Regions from separate parts of the Mus musculus genome. Here region 2 is linked to region 1. The links are chromatin contacts, called in public HiChIP or PLAC-seq maps. All regions are on one chromosome and are shown on one strand. Each heading gives the region's core, a stretch centred on a gene start, on an enhancer-like site or on the middle of the called end of the contact. The rest is flanking DNA. Distances are from core to core; before and after follow the strand shown. Region 1 overlaps Zfp710 (zinc finger protein 710). Region 2 has its middle 27 kb from the start of Gm42398.

Region 1 (4,779 bases), core at 2,059-4,558:
CGGCTACATAATTTTCAGGGCCCGGGTGACAAATAGAAACATGGACCCTGTGTTGGAAAATGAGTAAGAATTTCAGGACAGTCATGTGAACATGTGACCAAGAGTAGGCCTTCTGAGTTGGGGCCCTACCTAGGTGGTGGTACCAGCAGCCCATCCAGAGGCACGGCAGGCCCAGTGGAGCCTGTCTTTGGTAGTTTGGAGTTTGACCTCCCCACCCTGGGCCTGCCCAGAGCCAAGGACAGCTTTGCTGTAGTGACTTCCATTTCTAAGGGGGAAAACTTCAGCTTCCCCTTCCTGTTCTCTCCTTGTCTCTCCCTCCCCTTTCTCTGTAAACTCTAGAGTTTGAGACTCTGCCCTCCTCTCCCAGCTTCCTTCCCCTGCCCCTCCTCCAGTTCACTCTTCTCTTTCCTTTGCTTTATCTAAGAGTGGAAAACCCTCGACTGGATTGATGTGTAACGTTTCCCAGCCATTCATCGGGTGCCATTCGATTTTAATGTTCTTTTTTAGTGACACCGGGCTCCTTGGGTTTCTCTGAAGTGGCTGGAGTGAATGTCCTCCTCACCAAGGGGCGTCCCTCCGGTGGCCTCTGGGTCTGTCCAGATGGTCTCTGCCCATCGGGAGCCTGGAATGAATTCTCATTGTTAGCACTTGCTCGCCACTCCTCCCTGCATTCAGCTGTCAACCCTACTGGCCACAGTGGAAAGAAAGCCTGTCCCAGTCCCTGGTGACAGAACAGACCTGGCCATCATTCTCAGGAAGAGCAGAGTCCACGCAGGCAGGGCCGTGCCACCGGGGACCGCAGTGGGGCGTGTGAAAGGTCAAGCAGCCACACCGGGACACTGCCCTGTCCCCCCAGATCGCCAGAATGTGCATGGCATCCGGCATGGTGGCGTGGACCTCTAATACCAGCACTTGGGAGGTGGGCACAGGAGAATTGCCACAAGTTGGAAGTGATCCAGGGCTTCTGTGAGGCTCCCCGAGAAAACAAAACTCACAAAACCAACAAACATTGGTGGCAAGGCTGTGCCTGTTGCTCAGTGGTAGGATGTTTACCTAGCCTGTACAAGGCTCCAGGTTTCATTCCTTGCACCTCAAGGTTGTGTGTGTGTGGCTTTCTGTCTTTCTGTGTGTGTCTGTGTGTCTGTCACAATGTTATATGACTTTCTTGCCTAAAGCTCTCCTGAGGTCCTGAGGCTCTCAGGAGGAACAAGGTGCTGGGTTCTTAATGACTCTTTCTCCAGCTTTTGTGCTCAGTTCCACACAACAGGAAACTCTCTGTCTTCTCTCTTGGAGAAGTGACTTGTGTTCCTGAAGAGACACTTGAGCCTTGAAGAATGCTGGTATCTGGGGAGGTGGAGACAGGGAGGCCACAGCACAGAAAGGTGAGGGTGCAGGGCAGGCTGAAGAGATGGGGGGGCTCTTGAGTGGCTGGAAGGGAAAGGACACTGGGTGGTGGGACAGAGGGCAGGGCTCTCAAGTTTACTTTCAGTTATTTGAAGGACCTTTCAATCTTACTGGGGTCTGGGGTAGGCCCAGTCTAGGTGGCTGCGTTCCCTGGAAATCCCCCACTGAGGCTTTGGGAAGGTGGCCCCGCTGCCTCGGGACTCTCCCATGGCTCTGGTGCACTGGACAAGGCCAATGGGAAGACTGCTTTGCCCTTGAGCACTGGGAGAGCTCTGAGCTGAGTAAGGTTCCCTAGAGAATCAGCTGAAAGAACCCTTGTTCTGAAGGGGGAGGCTGAGGCCTGATTACCACCAAGTACCGCCTCTGGGGAAAGCTTGCCACCATCTAGCTGCACCGGGAAGGTGGGGACAAACTCTGACCCGACACTTGTGGTTCCTGCCCTTAAAGTGCCGTGGACCCCACAGAACAGTGGGTCCAAAACAGGCTACAGGAATGGAAACAGGCTGTCTACGCGCTGAGAGATGAGCAGTGGGAGACCAGGTGCTGCCCCCCCCCCCCCCCCCAGAGAGGAAGCAGCTGAGGGTTCAGGGTCATCCCAGCAAGCCTGGGTGGCCAGTCTCCGTTCTGAGCTGAGCAGCAGAGCTACCAAGCCGTTGCCCACTCTGCAACTTCCTCTCTGTCTGCAGCAGCTGGGCTTCCCTGACAGGTCTGAGCGCTCACTTGCCTAGTCATCCCACTGTTTGGTCCATGTAGCATTTTTAATATCTGCCCTGCAGACTAGGAACACTGCAGCCTGCTTTACACACCATTGCTCTCCGCCATGGGCAGAAGAAACTAAAGCCAGGCCCAGTAGACCCAAGGAACAAGTCACAGCCTGCCCACAAGGCCTGATTTACTCATAAGGCTTCATTGTGAAATTGACTGACAGGTGACGCTCTATCATGGAGGTCCATCCCACATATTTGCTGTTCCTCAGAGCCAGGGCTTCCCACCTGGGATCTTGATCACACCTAGAAACATTGTTACTCAGCGATACCGTCCATTACATCATCCTTTGTGAATTTTCCTGCTTCTCTGAAAGTGTCTCTGGTGCCTCTTTCCTATCCGTGCTGTACATTTGGTTTTGTTTTTTAGCTTTTGACTCAGACCAGTCCCCCGTTCTCTCTCTCTCTCTCTCTCTCTCTCTCTCTCTCTCTCTCTCTCTCTCTCTCTGTGTGTGTGTGTGTGTGTGTGTGTTGTGTGTGTGTGTGTGTGTGTGAGAGAGAGAGAGACATTGTCTTTGAAGAGTCTGTGCAAGCCAGCTGTGTTGTAGAGGACTCTGGATTTGTCAGGTTGAGTACCTTCAAGTTGTTTACTGGTTTACAGCTCTGCTGAAAGGTGTATCCGGGAAAATTGCAAGGGGAAAAGGGATCGCCAGTTGGAGGCATGGCCTTTGTTTTTTACCTCCTGTGAGTCATGGAATGCTCTCTCCTGCTTCAGTTAACTTATTTATAGCTGGACCCAGCTGACCGGAAAGGTTATCTCACTGGGTCCATAGCCAACCTGGATGGCTGGGTGTGTGCTATCTTCATTTCATGGATAGGGGTTTAAGAGGTTGAAGCCCGGCCTACATCCAGGCTACGAGGCAGAAGTGGACAGGGCCCAGCCATGTGACATAAGGTAGGACTCCCTGCAGGGGCAGCTGGGGGCCAGCACAGAGTCACCCCAGCACAGCCCTGAGCCTGAGAATATCAGATGTAATCTAGCCGTAATTTTGAGCTTTGGTGACTGAAACCAGGTACTGTGGAGTACCTGCCCTGTATGGTCTCGTCTGGCGACCTTGCAACTTTAACCCTGCTCTTGCCTTGGCCATCAGCTGCCACACCTCTTTCATGCCCTGCACCTTGCACAAGTTGAGACCCAGGTGGCCACACCTGTTAGAGTTGGGTCCAAAGGCTCCTTGGTCAGGGCTGTGTCCCATGGAGCACACTGGGGTGTTGCCTGACATTTCTACAGTCCCGGAGGTTTTTGGTGTGCTTTGCATTTCTCCACTCCTCTGGTGGAAAGGAGACGCTATTCAGGTGGAAATGGCACCAAGCATGCATTAGACTTAAAAGATGGGAACTATTGAGGCCCTAGCTGACTTGCTGGCAAGGGAGAAGGTACCAGTGTGCATGTGAGACCCAGAGCCTCTTAGGCACGGTGGCCATGATGCCAGGTGAGCCAGCAGGCTCTGCTGGGGGCTTGTGAGGAAACCCAGACCTCAGGCATACACGTGTGCCATCGAGAGCTCCATGGTGTCACTAGTCCTCCCAGCATTCCTGAGGAGCTGGTCCCAGTGTGGTCTCTGGTCATGCCTCTTCCTCCCAGGGTGACACCCCAGTGCTTCAGTCTCTTTGAGAACACATGCCCACACTGTAGGCTTCCCCCCCACACACACACACACGTACCACCACTGCCCACCCTCTTGTATATGAGGAATCTCCTTCATGGCATCCTACCGCATTTTCCTTCTTCATAAAGTCATATTTTTGGGTTAATTTTGCTCACCGTCAAACTGAGTACCAAGCTATGATTGTTTTTGTTACTTATTTCAAAAAGGGATTGAAGGGCCGCAGAGATGGCTCGGGGTAAAAGCCCCCGGGTTTGGTTCCCAGCACCCACACGGTAGCTCACACCTGTCTATAGCTCCAGTCAGTTCCCGAGGATCGGACACACTCCTCTGTTCTCCAAGGGCACCAGGCACACAGTGTACAGATACACATGCAGGCAAAACACTCATGCACAAAAAATAATACAAGACTTTTTAAGAGTGTAGATTACAGTCTCTGAAGGTCCCACCGAATGACATTTTTCTGTCCTCGTCTCAAACTCCTCCCAGGACACCAAGAGGTCAGGACCCAATTGTGGGCTGTTTTTCTCTGTCATCTCAGAAGTAGCTGTGTTTTCATTTCTAGACACTGGTGCTCCTGTAGCCTGTCAGCAGAATTCCTTAAAGCCTTTTCAAAACAAAGGGGAACTTTGTTGTTCTTAATTATGTATTGTGTGTATATGTGCGGTGTGTGTGTATATGTGGTATGTGTTTGTGTGTGTGCTCGTGTGCACACACCTAGGCACATGGGCCAGGGAGCATCGGGCGTCTGCCTTATCACACTCTACCATCTTTCTGTGACAGAGTGTCTCCTCACTAAGCTAAGAGTGAGCCTGGCAGGCAGCAGGCCCCAGGGGTCATGGGGCTACAGGTCTAGGTGACATCCCAGCTTCTGGGTTTCTTAATTCAGGTCCCAATGATTGCATAGCAGACATCTCCCCAGCCCTGCTTTATTTGTTTGTTTTTGAGATAGGGCCTCACTTGTAGCCCAGGCTAGCCTGCACTCACTTTGTAGCCAAGGATGA
Region 2 (5,573 bases), core at 1,403-3,902, 520 kb after region 1:
GAGGGCAGAATCAGCCATGTAGGTCGTGGAGAGGCAGAGTTTGGACGCCACAGGCTGTCCTTAGGGAGTGTGCGTTGGCAAGCTAGCCAGCTGATGTGCCGACACCAGGGCTCCAAGGAGAATGTCGGCAGAGCCCCTTGCATGGACTGAGGAATCGCTCAACGATCAGGCCTCCCAGAACCTTCTCTCTGGAGCATGGCCATTAATTTGGTTTAACTCCCAGACTCTCTGTCTCTCTTACTAGTGCTTCAGACTCCTGAGAGAGTGCATCTAATGGGCTGCGTGGATGGGCCAGCATTGTGGAATTTCATGGCCCAGTTCCGGGAGGTGAGGGCCCAGGTAGCCTCCAGCTTGCAGAACTCCGTCCTGGGCCCAATAAAAGACCTGTAGATGTTTGCAGAGGTTTGTTTGTTTGTTTGTTTTTTGGAGAGAATCAAAGCCCCTGAAGAAACCACCAGAGGAAAAGCCTGATTTTAAAGGGTTGGAACAAGTAACAAGCAAACATTGTTAGAGGTTGGTCTGGAGGCTCCTGAGGCTACGTAGGCATTGGTATCTTGAGAAGGTAGAGCAGAGCTGCCGGCTCCCAGCTGCTCTGGAGCCAGCACAGCTGCAGAGGCAGCCATGAGACCTTTCTGAGTAGTCCCAAACACTAAGGTGTTCACTTCAGAAGTCGTGGGCCCATTGCTTCTCAGAAATCATTTTCTCATGGTTTGAGGTCTTTGTAATAAAGGACTCACTTTAATATAAAGAATAACCAGAGGTGGTGGGATAGGCCTGTAATTCCAGCACTGGGGAGGTGGAAAACAAAAAGTGGGGAGTTCAGAAGTTGTTCTCAAAATGCAGCAGTTGGAGACTGGTATGGACTATAGAACAATAGCTAACAATAAATAACAATAGCAACAGAATCCAAAGACTAACAGCAGAAATGGAGGATGCTCATCCTGTAGTGATGGGGAGGGGAGGTGGGGCGTCCCTCTCTTTATCTGATAAAGAAACTGAGGCAGAGAGCAACCACCAGCTTGCCTCTTTTTCACAGTAAAGGGTGGAGGGCAGACATTAACCCCAGTGTCTCACTAGAGAGTCCATATGCTTAGGCCCCATGTCTGCTCCTGAATGGGGACCCTGTTTGCTTCTATGGTCCTGGCTGATGTCGGGATGTTTCTTTTCACTCCCAGAAGGATCTGGTTTGGGCAATGCATGTCCTTTGCTATCACAGGAAGACACTGGTGGACAGTTTGCAAAGCCTAGCCTACAGCTGCTGTGTCCATGGATTCTGGCCCCTGGGTCTCCTTCTCTTGGGCCCCTCCTGTGAGATGCTTCATGAAGCAGCTAAGATTTCCTACTTCAGGGGCTCGTGTTGATACTCAGAAAACCATTCAACTTTCTCCCTGCTCCCTCCCAAGGGAAAAGCAGTCTGTCCTTACCCATGTTGTCAGCAGTTAGTCTGTCTTTATCCATGGTGTTGCCATTGTAGTTAGGGGTGGGCAATCACAGCCCAGAAATAGAAAATGGAAAGTTCCAGAGATGCATTTTTCTCTTTCTCTTGGCCTTTTTGTTTTTGAGTCAGAGCCTCAGGTAGCCCAGGATAGCCTCAGATTCACTATCCTCCTGCCTCCACCTCCAACGCGCTCAGGCTACAGGCATGTGCATCACAATGGGGAAGTCTTGCTTCCCCACGGGTATATGTGAACCAGAGGCAAGGACTGTCTAAATCAATTCTGACTTCCCAGTTCCCAGCTCAGTAGCCTCCAGCACCATCTCTCTCTCTCTCTCTCTCTCTCTCTCTCTCTCTCTCTCTCTCTCTCTCTCTCTCTCACACACACACACACACACACACACACACACACACACACACACAGAGTCAGGACTGCCCGGTTATTTTCTTTAGTTCCAAATTCTAACACTTCAACCATCCATCACCAACTCCGAGTCAGGACTCCCGTACTTATATTGGGAGGCATAGCAGCACAGTAGTTTTTTTTCTTGTTTGTTTGTTTGTTTGTTTTTCCCTATCAATTTCCCCCAGGCATCAGGCATAAATCAGGCTGTTGTAAAACCTTCAAGGTTGGCAGCAGAGAATCCAGACACCTGTGGCTGGGACTAGCTCAGCCCTTCTGGCAAAGATTCCCTGATGACAAAGGCTTAGGAGGAATGGGTGGGGGATGAGGAGTGGGAAGCCCATTCTGCAAGGACAGGCCAGAGCACGGAGTCCACACCCGGAACAGCGGCCAAACAATGGTGGGAGCGAAGGTTACCGGACAGGATGTAAATAGTGCAAGCCTTGACAATGAGAAAACTCAAACTCATAAAATGTGGGAGGGGAAGGAGCCCGGAAGTGGTGACGAGCTCATTTCCTCTCCTAAACTCGGGTCCTCGGGAGATGCCGTCTGTCCGTCTGTCTGTCCGCAGTCCCAGTCTGTCAAAAGCACAAGTCAAGCACTTAGTATTGTTCTTTGAAAAAACGTATTAGCGACGTAAAAAGCATGTGACTCTTTGTGGCTTGGTAACTTTCCCCATCACATCTAGATTTCCTTTTGTTCTGTTAAACAGAATTTTTTTTTCTTAAAAGCACACTATTACTGGGGCGCATTCCCCTACCGCTGATCCTTTCTCTATCATCCACGGTGCACACCTCTCTACCAAAGCTGCCTGGGTACCAGCCAGCCCCAGTGATTTCTAGGAGTTCCAGGTTCCAACCACTTGAAAGCCTAGCCTCAGGGGTGTGGCTCGGCGCTGTTTTGCATCTGTGATCATGAATGTGCACATTTATAAAAACAAGGCTCTTTCTTTCTGGACAGTGGTAGAGATCAATTCAGGGTTTCACTTTCTTCCCCAGGCCAGTAAAGCCCTTTAAAACACCTTTTTTTTTTTTTTAAATTTTACATTAAAAAAAATGCATCCAGTGCCTACAGAGGCCAGAAAAGGGCATAGGCTCCCTGGAACTGGAGTCTTGAATGGTTGTGAGCTGCCGTGCAGGTGCTGGGAATTGAGTCTGGGTTCTCTGAAGAGCAGTCAGTGATCTTAACCACTGAGTTCCCTCTCCAGCACCTCTCTCTCTCTCTCTCTCTCTCCATATATATGTATGTATGTATACGTGTATATATATGTATGTATTTCTAAGACAGGGTATCATGTAGCCCAGGCTGGCTTCAGTCTTGTCATATAGCTGAGGCTGGCCGTGGACATCTGTCCCACCTCCCAAGCATTCGGCTTCCATGTGTATAGCAGCTTGCCCGGCTTCAGGATGTAGCTTGAAGCCTTGGGAATCCTGTGCCATGGCAAGGACAGAGACAGAAAGCAGGAGGTCGTGGAGTCAGTCTCCTTAGGGTCAGGGCCTTGCGTGCCCACTGGCAGATAGGTGACCCTGAGCCTCTCTGCAGTTCTTTTAGGTTGCTGGAAGGAACGTGGGTGTGCAGTGTCTGATCGTTGGTAGTGGTCACTAAGGATGCTGATGGCCTTCTGTCACTGTGGGCGTCAGTCCTTCCTGATGCCAATCTTCAGAGACCCAGGGGATCAAGTGGCTCTCTTTCTTTGGTTGTTTCCCCTGTCCTTAGAACCACTCGTACAGCCTCAGCTCCATCTAGTGTTCACATGGGGACACAGCCCCAAGATCTTACTGCAAATCTTACTTTCCAGAGCTGCACAGTGAAGCCCATTTAGAGTAACCCTCCAGTGCTAATATTTGGCATTTCAAATCAAGTGTTGTACAAGCCCAGTACTCTAAGCATCAGTACATATTGTCCTCAAAGGGACAGATTCATGTAACAAATAGTTGTAAAAAATGATGTTGACTGCCAGGTGTGGCATGGCTTCAGTTCCAGCGCTGGAGTCAGAGGCAAAGGAGGATCCCTGTGAACTCCAGGCCAGCCAGGGTCTTAAAAAAACTGACATCGGCTGATGGAATTCTTGGTGCCAGGAACAATTCTAAATTCTTGAATTGTGCAAGTTCACTTCCCACAACCCAGTATCATGACATGGAAGGTGTTTGTTTCATTTCAGAGGTGCAGAAAGATGAAGTAAAATCTGTCCCTCTGAGTGGACGTGATCCTTTAGGATGCCCGTGTCCCAGTGGCTAAGGACAGTGCTCACTGAACCCCATGGGCTATAAAAGGATGAATTGGTGTGGGGGGAGGGAGGTGGCGGTGAGGTCTAGGAGGTGAAGGGGGCATGGGGTGTGTTGTTTAACCAGTATCCACTGCAGAGATGTATGAAATTCTCAAAGAATGAGCAGAAAATATGGAAAAAAAGCACCACTCTGTTGAGTGTAGACGGGGCTGCTGGGTGAGCAGGGGTGAGGAGGGAGCCAGAGTGGGGGCTTCTGAGTGTCCCACTGGGGCTCAGGCTGGATTGAGTGTGGAGAGAATGGCTTACTCAGCAGCTGGAGCACTGGGGTGACAACTGTGACCACAGAAAGAGCTTAGCAGCAGGGAGGTAGTGACTGAGCTCCGACTCTATGCCAGGCACAGGGATTCGGCATAAGGGCAACAGCCACGCGCCCACCTGAACCCTTGAGAACTGTGGGCATGGAAGGCCAATACTGAGGGATGGTTTCTCACCCACAGATTTTTTCACTTTTAACAAGGTTTATTCTTCTTCTGTGCTTTGGTGTTTTGCCTACATGTGAGGGTGCCAGATTCTCAGGAACCAGAATTACAGATAGGTGTGAGCTGCTAGGTGGGTGCTGGGAGTTGAACCCAGGTCCTCTGAAAAAGCAATCGGTACTCATAACCACTGAGCCATCTGTGCAGTCCTCACGCACAGATTTGTAAGTAGAAGGTAGGTGGGGTGGCACGTGGATGAGACCGAGGGTGAGGGGTACACGCTTGGCGGAAGCAGATGATGAAGGACTATAGGGGAGTGTGTGGGCCTGAGGGAAAGGGTGTAGTCCAAGGGAGGGCTTCTGGGTTGGGGGAGGGTCAGCAGGATAGGAACTAACAAGGCAGGACCCGAGAAAGGCTCCAAGTGTTCAGTGTGCACAGGCCAAGGGAGTTCACAGCTGGGTGTGGGAGGTGATGGGTCTGCGCTCTGGGGAAGGCAGGAGATAGCCTGTAGTCTGAGGGAACTTGAGGAGAAGCGGCTTGCTTTCTGTCTTAGGGAGGAGACTGAGGCAGATGCAAAGGCTGAGGTAGAGGGCCTTGGGGTGGGAACTCAGGTAGTTCTTGGAGGAAGAACAGAGTAATGACACAGGAAAGATGAACCCAGGTTAGACCGATGCACCATAGGGGAGGGGGAATAAGGTAGTGAGAGATTTGGACAAGCTTAGGGGAGGGGGATGAGACAGAGAACAGAGGAGGAAAAGATCTGGGGGTGGCTGGAGGGGAGAGAGTGCTTCACAAGGTTTCCAGAGGGACCCAGAGAGAGCAGAGGACGGGTTGGTGGGCAAGGTGGGCTGGCTGAGTTTCTGAATAGAAAAGGCCAGGTATGGGCAGTCAGAGCAAAGAGAGCTGTCTGCAGGCTTCCTGGAGGCTGCTAATCCCAGGGACCAAGCCAGGAGTCAGGGAGAAGGGCCTGGATGAGGTCACACATGCTGAGAGACCAGGGCTGAGGTGGACTCTGAAGACGCTGGTCAGAAG

The links. HiChIP or PLAC-seq counts read pairs in DNA pulled down with a chosen protein or histone mark.
Region 2: an H3K27ac HiChIP or PLAC-seq map of microglia shows a contact between it and region 1, with 5 times the contacts expected there. The contact joins two enhancer-like sites. A contact is called at or near these places in 2 of 115 datasets of contacts at active chromatin or transcription factors (microglia and pancreatic cancer cells).

What each region holds. Positions count from the first base shown.
Region 1 is chr7:80,057,278-80,062,056 of GRCm38.p6, forward strand. All of the region lies in intron 1 of Zfp710 (zinc finger protein 710), which reads left to right. Among named protein-coding and RNA genes, the nearest start is that of Gm51449, 3.4 kb to the left of the region's middle. Within about 2 kb of position 3,309, at least 108 of the 459 cell types and tissues checked have an H3K27ac peak or open chromatin away from gene starts, as enhancers often do. A contact at or near this core is called in microglia and pancreatic cancer cells, where this site is marked.
Region 2 is chr7:80,580,684-80,586,256 of GRCm38.p6, forward strand. No RefSeq gene overlaps it. Among named protein-coding and RNA genes, the nearest start is that of Gm42398, 27 kb to the left of the region's middle. Within about 2 kb of position 2,653, at least 113 of the 459 cell types and tissues checked have an H3K27ac peak or open chromatin away from gene starts, as enhancers often do. A contact at or near this core is called in microglia and pancreatic cancer cells, where this site is marked.